Regions from separate parts of the Sus scrofa genome. Here region 1 is linked to region 2. The links are chromatin contacts, called in public Hi-C maps. All regions are on one chromosome and are shown on one strand. The core of a region is the stretch at or near the end of the contact, and the rest is flanking DNA. Distances in the headings are between cores, read along the strand shown. Region 1 overlaps PLXNA4 (plexin-A4). Region 2 overlaps PLXNA4 (plexin-A4).

Region 1 (5,498 bases), core at 837-3,336, 170 kb after region 2:
CTCCGAGAACCATGGCACCAGGGAACCCCCAAAGCTGACAGGTTTTAAATGCTTCTAACCCAGGAAGTCACAAGGGCCGTGTTAACTGGGCTTTCATACGGTGTCCACCAAAGAAATACATGTGCGATGCTAGGGGGATCTGGACCCCTAAACCTGCTCTCCTCTTTCCATCAGAAGGTAAGCCATGTTAAGGAGCGCTTTCCGTGTAGGGGGTGTGGTAGCTCGAACTGTATGCCCCCCAAAGAAGCGTCGAAGTCCTAAACACCAGGACCTGCGATGCGACCTTATTTGGAAACAGAGTCCTCCTTGCAGCCGTAATGAAGTTATTCAGATGTAACCCAAGTCGTGCTGGATTAGGGTGGGCCCTAAATCCAATGACTGGTGTCTTTATAAGGGAAAGGAGTGGGAGACTTGGATGCAGAGACAGAGAGACCCAGGGAAGGGTGCCATGTGAAGTCAGAGGCAGAGACTGCGCTTATGCTGCCATAGCTAAGGAATGCCAAGCTCTGCCAGCAACCATAAGAAGCAAAGAAGGATCCCCCGCTAGAGTCCCGGGAGAGAGCATGGCCCACCCACACCTTGATAGACGTCTAACCTCAGAACTGTGAGAGAACAAGGGTGCTGCTTTCAGCTAAAAGCTTGCGGTAATTCTTACGGCAGCCCTAGCAAACGACTCCACGGGGTCTCTGGAGCGTTTGATGGTGTGTTGACGTAGGAGCATGAGCACGAGCGCTTTGGTGGTGAGGGGTCTTCCGTCTGCTGACTTGCGGGAGATGCTCTGTTGCTCGAGCACATCCTTGGTCGGCTTCGGGTTGCTTGATTGGAAGCCCCGCTCAGAGGACACCAAGGAATGGAACTGTCACCCAGGAAAATCCAGTTGGGTGGTGGAGTGGGAGAAGGATGGAGTGTGGCTGTTGTCCTACAAATTCCAGCAGAGCCCCTGACCATCGAGGCAGGGGAAGGCGCAAGGCTTTCCAGGACGTCAGACAGAATGAAACAAAGGTTAGGATGAGAGCTAGGCGGTCCGAGAAAACCTTCTTAAGGAACAAGAGGTCCCATGGTCTTAGAGCACCAGGAAATTAGCATAAGGAACAAGAAAAGCGGTCTCTTAAAAACGTGGAGCTTAAATTTCATGGCGGAGAAGGGCAGTAGCAATATGTTTGAAGAGTAAGTAACAGGTGGAAAGAATGAAGAAGTACGTGAGCCTGAGAACAGATCGTAGAATGAAGCCTCCTTACGATACTGGGGTGTCCTAGTTTTCTGTTGCCCAGTTTAAGGTTCCCTGGCCCCTGCGCAGGAATCACCAGTGGTACCTATTTGAAATGCAAGTCGTGGGCTCCGCCTCAGCCATTCTGGGTCAGATCCTGAGTGGACAGGGGAGCCTGCATTTTCACATACTCCCACAAAATCTGGAAAACATTGCTGCAGATTCTTTGTCAATGTCAACAGACTCTCCCCTTTCTAGATAAAATTGTGGGGAACTACAGAGGAATGCAAGAGAGGAGAGGAGGGGAGAGGGTTTCAGAAGAATTTTTAGATAGCCTGTGCCCCAAATCACCTTTCCCAGAACCTCTGCGTCGGTCATCCTGGTGTGTCAGTGGACACAACTTCCTCCCACAGTTGGACCAGTTCTGACCAGTGTTGCGGGGCCAGCTGCCACAGGACTGGAAACACCGGCCTGTTGCAGCTCTGCCACCTACTGGCTGTAAGAGGAGGTGCAGAATTCAACACAGCGATCACCCTGGTTAAAGAGCAGCTTCAGAAAACACATACAGCACACGCACATACACACTCGTACACCACCCACCAGGGCCCCTCTGGCTCCCGCTGGCCCATGATCTGTTGGTTCACCTGTCGGCATAAGTACAGATGCATTTGATCTCTCCGTTCAGACATGGATGAGCTTGGAGGGGGAGAGAAGGGAAAAGGACAGAGTACAGGCTGATAAGCAGAGGCTCTGAAAAGACTTCCTCCTCTTCCTTCCTGTTTTCCAGGACACAGGAGGGGAAGATGCAGGCGTCGGGGAGGGGAAGGCTCCAAGCCCAAGGCAAGGGCAGGGCAGGCGGGGTGGGAGGGACTGAGCCCAAAGGCTGTGAGCACTGAGCCAGGATCCAGAGCTAGTGTGCACACAGGCAGCTAACTCGGCCTTCCCTGGGGCTCTGACTGCGGCCAGCGCTGAGGTCTTTTCTCCCTCCGTTTCCTCTTTTACGGCATGAATGATATACTCTGCCTTCTCAGCCCAGCCCCATCGGACCCTCTCCAGGGCTCAGAAGGGCAGGATGGCTAGGTTGGCTCTCGAACCCCTGGAACCACTCAGAGGAGGGCTGACCCCTGCCTACCTGCCCTTCTGTCCAACCACCGATGGGCCCACCTGTGTTTGGGAATGACCTTCTGACCTTGCCTTGTTTGGGGGCCATGACCTTATGTCAAAACCACTCAGGTTGCGTTTCATTGACCGGGTTCCCTCAGGGAAAAGAGAGTTCCCAATCCCAGCCCTGGCAGGAAGTCAAGTTTTCTGTGCTCCTCCCCAGTCAGAAAGCTCTCTGCTGCACACTCTGCCCTGCCCGCCTTCTCTCTGCCAGCTCTTGTCCTCCACCCCTGCTCTTGGCTTCCTTCCTACCCCTTTCTGAAGCTGCCTGGCTGGCTGCCACCTGGGCCAGCTGAGGAGGGAACAGGCTGGGAGGCCCCTGGAGCTGGTGTCCGGGCTGTGGGTGCTGACTTCTGCTTGTGGTGCCCACTTTGCTCTGTTGCGCATGACTTTGGACTTGGTCATGGTGAAGCCACTGTGGCCTGGCAGGGCCAGCAGAGAGACATCACTTACCACAGGTCGTGTGCATCCGGGCAAACTTTGGACCTTGTTTCACTGAATCACAGACCAGTAAGTCCAACCCAATCCAGCCTAACAGCACCAACACAAAGCAACCAACTCAATCCAACTCAATCCAACACAACCCAGTACAATCCAATCCAATACAACCTAATCCAACACAACACAAAACAGTATATAACACAACACAACCAACCCAACCCAAACCCAACAGAACCCAACACAACACCAACACAACCCAATGCAATACAACACAGCACAATCCAACACAACACAGTACGACCCAACCCAATAGAACACAACACAATACATCCCAAACCGATACCACTGAACACAACACAATCCAGTCCAACACACTGCAACCCAATAAAACATGACACAAAACAACACAACATGACACAAAACAACACAATAAAATAACTAAGCCTGAACAACAGGTGGCTTTATAGGTCTCTGTTTACTCATCTTGCTCTGCATTGATGGAACTGGGGAGGTGGGGGCCTAAGCAGTGGACTCTTCTGGTCACCCCTCCCTCCTTTCAAAGGATTGTTGAAAGGAAGTGGACACCAGGGCAGCTTGGCGAGGGCAAGGGGCTCAGGACGGAAGAGACCCAGTGGAATTGCCCTGGCGCTGTGAGCTAGAGTGCCATGGACCACCTGGGCACTCACTCCCCATCTGTCAGAGGGCGGGGCCTGAGTCCACCCTACCAGCCCAGCTCACTGCACTCATGTAGGATGCATGGAAATAACAGTCACAAAATCCCTTTTCAAAGTTTGAACCAAAGCTGTTGTTAGTTGAGTAACTGTGTTATGGACAAGTGACATCTGTTTTGTCAAGTTGTCCCCTGGAGGCCTGGGAGGATCAGGGTCTCTGCCCTTGGGGAAGTGCTGTGACTAAGTCCTCCACTTTCTGCGCCTCTACATCGGCTGATTCAACTTATACTGAGAATATTGAAGTTTTCCAAAACCCCAGTAAAAGAGCTTGGCGTAAAGAAATGCGTCGTTCCCTTAACCCGAACCCGAGAAGTGGCCAGAGGCGAGCTGAGGATGTGGGTGATTCAACACAGGCCGCTCCCAGCTCCTCGGAGGCTGCCCGTTGTGATGGAGGAGGATTTTGTATTTAGCTGTTTAGCCAATACGTAGGTTCTCACCTTTGTTAAAGGAATGAAAAAGCTCCTCTTCAAGAGAGATTCTCCAAGTTAGGAACGTGGAGGAAGGTTTATTATCTTCATTTTACGAAAGTCAGCTTGTATCGGTTGCCATCTCTGCAACACACAACACTTCCCCTTTGCCTACAGGTGAACGCCTAGTGCTTTGAAGAGCCCTCCAGGTTTCTCTTGTACCTGCATCCACTGTGTCCTCTGCAGTCACGCGGCCTGGCCAGAGCTGGCCCCTCCCCATCGCACACACTGACCCTTGCGTCCACCCCTCATGCCAGCCTGACCCAAGACATGGGCTTCCTTGCAGCACCTGCTATTGCAACCATATTCCTCCTTTAAAAGTCAGCTCCAACTGTCACTCTTCTGTGAAGAGCCCTCCCCTGCCTGGCCAGCCCTTCCTTTCCATGGCCACACAGAGCCTGTTCCCGGCATGCACTTCCCCCAGGAGGGGCTTGGTGTCCAGGAGAGGTGGGGTCGTGTTGGCCGGTAGAAGATTCTGACGCTACCCCTTGTTAGCTCTCTCTGACTTTAGCTGTGTCCTCTCTGAGTCAGTTTATTTACACACGCAATGGGACTGAAGCAACTGCTGTCCTCACCTCCCCGGAACTGTAGCTCATTTATTAAATCAACAAATGTTTCTTGTGCACGTACTCTGTGCGGCGTGAATGAAATCAGAAACGAAATGTGAAATGGCTTTCTAAATTGTGTTTGGCTTCTTAGTTGTTTGACAAGGCGCCCTTGAGGAGGGGAGGCTGCCAGATTCCCTTTGGCTCCTTTGCAAGATTCCCTTTGAGTCTTCTGCAGCGGGATATCACACAGCAGACTTGAACCAGGGACTCCCAGAGGGCGCACCTAGCAGGCCAGTGTGAGAGGGCTCACGTCCTCTGTCTCCTAGGCCTCAGTCACAGAACCATCTCCCCTGTTCCCACCTGCTCCCGGATCCTCTGAGCTGCCGCCTTAGGTCCCAAAGGAAAAGCTCAGGGAGGGGAAGAGCCTGGGTTTCCACTGCATAAAGGAAACGCTCGGGGGTGGAGTGGGGGAGAAGATTATTTTTAATTATCTGACACCTTTGTTTATGCAGTGTCTGTAATAATAATAATAATTATAAACGTCTCCCCAAAGCGCTTGCAAGTCCATTGGAGGCTGAGGACGTAATTGCCTGCTTAGAAATCTAGGAGGAAATTAAGTGATGGAGACCATTTCATTGCTGGCTTCCGTCGCTTTCTCTTTTGCTGGAGCAACCCTGCAAGCTGACCGGCGCAGAGTCTTGCTGGCTAATGGGAAACAAAGCCCTGTCTCCATCCCACTTTTCCCTGGTCCAGCTTGAGAGGGATGGGAAATAAAGCTTGCTGCCCAGTGACCACGACCAGAAGTCCAGTCACTGGACTCCAGTGTGGAGACTCAGGATGTTGGGACCTTCGGATCGAGGCCCCTGGGGCCTTGTGAGGTGGGGGTGGTCCCTGGGGCCTCTCTTGGAGCCCAGAGAGTAACAGCTGGATGGTCTCCTTCTCC
Region 2 (6,198 bases), core at 122-2,621:
GTATCCCAATTTCTCTTTGCCGTTTTTTTCTGACATCTTTACTTGAAGAGATGCTGTCAGTTCCATTCCCAGTTGCTGGCAGAGCTTTCCTTCCTTAAGCCACGGTCATGTCCGTGCGTCTTTGGCAGAAGAGATTTTATATGGGTGGTCACCCCAAATTCTCGGTATATTTTGATTTATTTCTCTGACAGCCCCTCGTTACATCCCATCGGCACTTCCCGGTATGGAATTTATCAGACTCACAGCCCTTCTTCTCCGGGAGTTGATCTTCTGTAATATGACTGAATCTGACATGGAACTGACCCCTGGTGGGCTTGGATATAAACCTGGCCTTTCTTATGTGACAACTTTTATTCTCCGTCACTATCCATCACCTTTAGCAGTGTGATAGGGACCACTCTTTTCTCTGTCCTGCCTTCTAGAAGTACCTGTGTTTATTTGATATTTAGAAATGTATTTCTCTCTATTGCAGAGGAATCAAGTCCGTTCTCTTAGTATTTTCACACCTCCCTCCACCAGGAAGCGTTGCAGAGTCCCCTCCATTGGCTGCGGAAGCAGGAGCCAGGGGACCTCCTGTCAATGAAGGACTCACCTGCCACTTGCCCTCCTGGGACTTTGGGGCAGCACTGGGGGAGCCACTGTGGCCTCTTTACTCCAGAGAGTTTTCTGCCCACAAAACACACTGAAAAACCTCGGGAGAACTGACCAGCAAAATCCCTAGCTACCATAAGCCAGAAAATCAACTGCAGGGACACCAAGAGGTGGCCTGGGCCAACGGGAGGAATTGGGGTTTGCATTTGGTGACAAATGTTCATCCTTTTCCGCCGCCGCCGCCGACTCATGTAGGGGGACAAGGGACAGTCCTCCCACTCCCACCCCCCCATCGTCATCTTTGCAGTGCTCTGGTCTTTGTGATAAACGGCAGAGGGAGTGAGCTCCCACCCTCCCCCACCTTCTGCCACCGCCACTGCCTTTATAAATAATCTCTCACAGCGCGTCCTGATATAAGCACGAGGTGGGGCGGGGTCGCAGGGACGTGAGCCACCACCTCACAGTGAGAATGTTCCTGCTCGCCCGCCGCTGGTCTCGGGCAAAGTGTGTTGGTGTCTGCGGTCTCGCCTTAAAGCGCCAGCTCACAGTACCTGGGCTCTTCAGGCTGAGGGGGCTCAGGGTGACGGCACCCCAGGCCTCACCCAGTCTGCCACCTGCTCCGTTGCCCTGGCATCACCCGCACCTGCTCCTCCTGGGTGAGCCGAGGGAGGGACCCCTGCACCCTCTGCCTACGTTACGGGCGTGACAGTGACGTCCACTTGCCAACTTGTCGAAGTGATGTTTCCCAGAGCGCTCGGAGGCCCCGGGGCTGTTCTGCAAGATGAGATCATCGGTGCTAAATTTGTCTTTGCTGACAGCCCAGAACTGGGTTCCAGGGCCTCTGGCAGGCTCGGGAGGCTGGGGCCGAGTCCCACATGTGCCCCAGCGCCTGCCACTACTGCTGTCTGGTGAAAGAGGCTGCCCTCTCCTCTGACAGTTCTCACCTGGGCTGTCTGCCTCCCAGGTTCCCCGTTCTAAAGATGGGCTTTTGTGCCCACGATGCTACCTTAGTCCTGGCAGCTCGGCTGAAAGAGCCAGCTTAGAGAGTGTGCCCAGACTCGGAGAAATGACAGGCCATTGCTCTGCTTGTCCTCGCTTGTGGACACCTGTCTTGCATGGCCAGCACCGATGGCTGATGTTCCCTGCAGAACAACCTCCCCCTTTCAAGATCCTTAACCTCACGAGACCTGCCAGATCCCCTTTGCCACGGGAAGTAGCGTTTTCTCCAGTTCTGGAGATTAAGCTGTGGATGTCTTTGGAGGGGGCACTGTTCTGTCTGCCGCAGCAGAGCCCTCTCTAACAGCCTGCAAGACTGGTGGGGAAGAAGGGTGAGGTTGGACATTGGGGGAGGCATTTGGGGACCAGATAGGACCAATGGGAGGTCCACAGCCAAAGACAAGGAAAGGGTTTAAAAAGACCGAAAAGCCCACCAGACTTTGCCACGGCTCCCAGGCCGAGGGCTCCAGCTCCTTCCATCATCCCAGCCACATGGGCTGAGGACCATCCCCCAAGTCTCTGAGCCCAGGAAGCTCCCTGGTCAAGGCCACACTGACCTTTCCCCTCTTGGTCATTGGAACAAGAGGGGCCCCTCTGTGCATTCCCGGTTTCAACGACTTGATTTGGGGTTTCGTTTTTACCTGTGGGTTTGCTTTTCTTTGGTTTCAGAAGAGCTTTTGGGAAACAAACAAAAAGAAAGCTTTTGTAAAGTTCATCTTTGTCTTAATTTTACAAGACAAAGAAGATACCGGTTCCTTTGGCAGGTGCAGCAGCTACCAAAGCCCAATGAAAAGATCTGGAACGAAACCTGTCAGCAGGTTGGGCTAGTTGCCACAGCTGCAGACAGTGTCCCCTCCCCCTAAGGGGAGTCACCATGGACTTTGATTATTTACTGGTCAAGGGAAGCCATGATTGGTCAGGCTCATGTTTGTGTGTTGGTTTTTATTTTCTTCCTATAATTCCCAGCACCACTGCCAGCTTCTATTGAAGTTTATTGATGAGCAAGATACAGCTTTAGGCATTGTGAGATGACCAAACAAGAGAAAAAAAATGGCCTTATGTCCTTGGTGATTTTAGGTGGGCAGAGCAAGTTAGGGTTTATGGATTAGTCCATCTTCAATCCCAGCTGTAAGAAATAAAACTAACTTGCAGCCACTGGGTGAATGGTCTGTTGAAAGCTAGTTCTGCTGCAAAGGTCAAAACCCCTGATTCATCAATCAGGGTTAGGGGAGGGGGGAAGAGGGAGGAGAGGCTCGAAGATGAGAACAAAGTCAGCAGCTACTATGTGCTATGTTTTTGCTACCCATAACTCAGAGGGGTCAGTCTAGGGCCCTCATTGCAACTGTGCCTGGTGAGGATTTTGACTGCAATTTTACCCAGGAAGAAACTCCTCTCCAGAGAGGTAGAATGCTAATTGGCATAGTCTCCAAAACCCACGCCCTTATAATAAATTGTGCCATGTCCACCTTTGCTCCTTTTGCCTATGTACGTTTTCGAACTCAATTTGGCTTCTCCACCAAATATCCAGCTTCATGTAGGGGTGAAATTGGGGGCACCTGGGGGGCTTAAGGCTCCTGAAGGAAACACTCAGTGCTCACATTTTTGGGTAGCTCCCCATGCCTGTGTTCCGAGCCTCAGAGAGAGGGGCCCTTTTCTCTCCCTGCCTGTAGAAATCCCTGGACTCTCACCACAGGCTTCTCTACTGCGGGGTTGATCTCAACCGGGCTTGTGAAAATGAACAGCTGATGTGTTATATAATTCCTTTTCTCTTCAAATGTGTGTGTAACAGTATGTACATAAATATAGCGTGTGTGTGCGGGGGAGGGGGGAGGGCTGTTCCTGGAAAAGCCGAAGGGGACCCATTTGCCATTTTTGATGACTTACTCTAAAGCTTTGTCTGCCTTTCTTCTCATCTCCTGCTTCTCCTGGTCCTGCTGGAAGAGGGAGAGATGTCATAGGGCAGCAGGTGTAGAAAACAACACTAGACCACTGTGTGGGCCTGGAACTGCCTTTTCTACTTTCTCAGCACGAGCCCGAGACTTCCCCGTCAGACCTCAGATCTTTGATTCCTAAGATGAGAACTTTTTTCCCTTCGCAGTTCACTGGGCTTGAGTGTGCCAACTAGTAGCACTGTTAGGAGAAATTATTTTCTGCAGAACATGTGCGGTGTGTGTATAAACATTCGTGTACAAAATGACCAGTGGGGACAATTTCTAAACGGAGTCCTCTTAATATGAATTGTGGAAGGATGCCCTATGTATGGGGGTCTCAGTCATGTAAAGTCTGACAGTTTAAAAATCAAGATTTTCCTAACTCCATCATAACTGCTTCAAACTTATCTAAGCCCCGTTGATCCCCAACTGCAGAATTTTGTGCCAGTTCTTCCAGAGAGTTAAGAAGGAGGGACTCTTCCAAATCAGTGATGCCAAGATTGAGCGTGGAGCGCACCCAGGTATCCTCGGGGAAGCCGCCAGTGAGCCAGTTGGAGTCTGGGTGTGTATGAGCGTGTGAAAGCCATGTGTAATTACTTCTGATGGCGTGAGAGGGGACAGGTGTTTCATTAAGTTTGCGAGATTTGGAACATTTGAACTACACCATGGTGGGAGGCTGGCATGACAATGTGAGCTAGCAAGGAGCCCACCGCCAAGAAGCTGTATTTCTCAGCAGCGCTGTCATCCCGGGATGGCGTCTTTTACCACTTGGGCACCGCAGTCCTGAATGATGAGCTTATCTAAAATATTAGAAAGATGCTGAAGCGCTGTACTCCCACACCACCTACGGGAATGCTCTCGTGGGCCATCATAGGAGTAGACTGAAAGTCTGGTCCCTGCTTCACCGCCTTTACATTTTATGAACGTGGGCAGTATCCTTGGCCTCTCTGTGTGTTGATTTCCCCATTGTCCATTGAAAGCCAGCAAACGGGCTTGTGAAGCTGACCTTTGAGGAAGCCTTGGATGAGAGCAGCCTGGGAGTGGACCAGTTTTCAGCGCCTAGGATTGGTGGGCCAAGTTGGCTGAAGCAGGGTAGGAATGAGGCCAAAGTCTTTCACATGCCCCCATGCAGGGGGACAGCAACAACTCTGGCGGGTGGCCTCAGGCAGAATCCTGAGCTTTTGCCTCACGGGTCACCTTGACCACAAGAGTGTGTGACTGATGCAGCTCTGGAAAACTAATGCAAGCCCTATGCTCCCGCCTCCCGCCCCCACTCCTGTAGGCAGTAAGCTTTGCATCTCTTTTGGCCCAAGACTAACTACTCTGCAAAACTAGGGGGATGACTCCAGGGAAGGGAGCTGGGAGCCGCTTTTCTTGCTTGGTTACTTGATGAATCCAGAGACAAGCAAGCAAGTAGGAAAATCCTGTGGGATTTCAGCCTCTTCCCCACCAGGAACTTCTCAGGCTGTCCTGCAGCTTTCCCATGTGTGAAACAAGTGCTGGGTGATATTACCTGAAAGGGCTGTTTAGGGAGTTGCTAATAACTACGATGGCCAGCTAAGAGGGGATGACAGTGGAATTTTATCTAAGAAGCTACGGCATATTTCAGACAGGTGGCACCCCCTCCAAAGTCTCCTACTCAGAAAGCAGAGAATTTGAGACTAGGCAACCACATCCAGGGCCATATTCATTTAGGATTCTTGATAGTTGGCTTGGCAATTTGACTCTATGAAAAGAGCTCAGAGGGGGACTTAGAAAACGTTTACAAAACTAGCCAAAGAGGGCAATAGAGGGGTCGGGGAGAGGAAAAGATGGAAGAGATGGAAATGGGGTGAATGCCCCATGGGACAGAGTTGCGCCCAGAAAGTATTGCTGTTGGGGTGCTCTTCAGATCCCGCTGCCACTTCGGGAGCCTGAGTGACCCACCTTGTGCTCCTCCGTTAGTGGGGCTCATCCTGGGGCAGTGGAGGTTTATTCAGGACATCTCTGGTCAACATTTAGCGCATGCTTGCTGAACGTCGACGCTGCTCTGGGTGAGATGCAGCTGTCAATTCATTCAATCCTCAGAACTGCCCTGCAGGGTAGATACGCCTGTTATTGCCGAGGACGCCTGAGGAAACCGAGGCCCCGAGAGGTGAAGTAGCTAACCCAAGAAGACAGGATTAAAGCCGTGGAGGCAGGTCCCAACGCAGGGTCCTCAGAGCCCGTGCCTGTGCCCGTCATGCTTTGCTGCTCTCAGGCTAAGCACGCTGTGGTCAGCCATGAAGCCTGCAGCCGCCCCCAAATATCTGATGGATATTGCCCTCTGCTTCATATTTGTTGCTCTGTCTGAAACAGGCGTCCTCCGTGGTAGCCACGCAGTGATGGATGACTCCTCCCTGCCTTCTGTTGGATGGCCTCGATCTTTCCATGGCCATGGGGGGGGAGCTGGGCCAGGTGGCTCCCACCGGCTGACCTCCCGATGTTTCCCAAGTTGAGACCCAGCCCCCAGGGAGGGTGGCCTGTCACTGCTCATGTGCTTTCTACTCCCTTTGAAAGGATGCTCTCCGGCTCTAAGCTGGCATCTCTGCTTCCTCGAGCCTCCTCCTCTTTTTCCAGAAATGTGCATTTCAAACGAAGCAGATGGGCTCATGGGTGCTCTTCCAGCCCCTCTCTCCTCCAGCTCCACAGGGAGTGTTCT

The links. Hi-C and Micro-C count contacts between places; a contact is called where the count stands out from the background.
Region 1: a contact with region 2 is called in a Hi-C map of liver, with 5 times the contacts expected there. The contact joins two enhancer-like sites. A contact is called at or near these places in 1 of 5 promoter capture datasets (liver), 5 of 47 Hi-C or Micro-C datasets (heart right ventricle, liver and skeletal muscle) and 1 of 2 datasets of contacts at active chromatin or transcription factors (skeletal muscle).

Annotation. Positions count from the first base shown.
Region 1 is chr18:16,786,650-16,792,147 of Sscrofa11.1, forward strand. All of the region lies in intron 3 of PLXNA4 (plexin-A4), which reads left to right. Among named protein-coding and RNA genes, the nearest start is that of PLXNA4, 310 kb to the left of the region's middle. Within about 2 kb of position 2,087, at least 18 of the 83 cell types and tissues checked have an H3K27ac peak or open chromatin away from gene starts, as enhancers often do. A contact at or near this core is called in liver, where this site is marked.
Region 2 is chr18:16,620,715-16,626,912 of Sscrofa11.1, forward strand. All of the region lies in intron 3 of PLXNA4 (plexin-A4), which reads left to right. Among named protein-coding and RNA genes, the nearest start is that of PLXNA4, 150 kb to the left of the region's middle. Within about 2 kb of position 1,372, at least 11 of the 83 cell types and tissues checked have an H3K27ac peak or open chromatin away from gene starts, as enhancers often do. A contact at or near this core is called in liver, where this site is marked.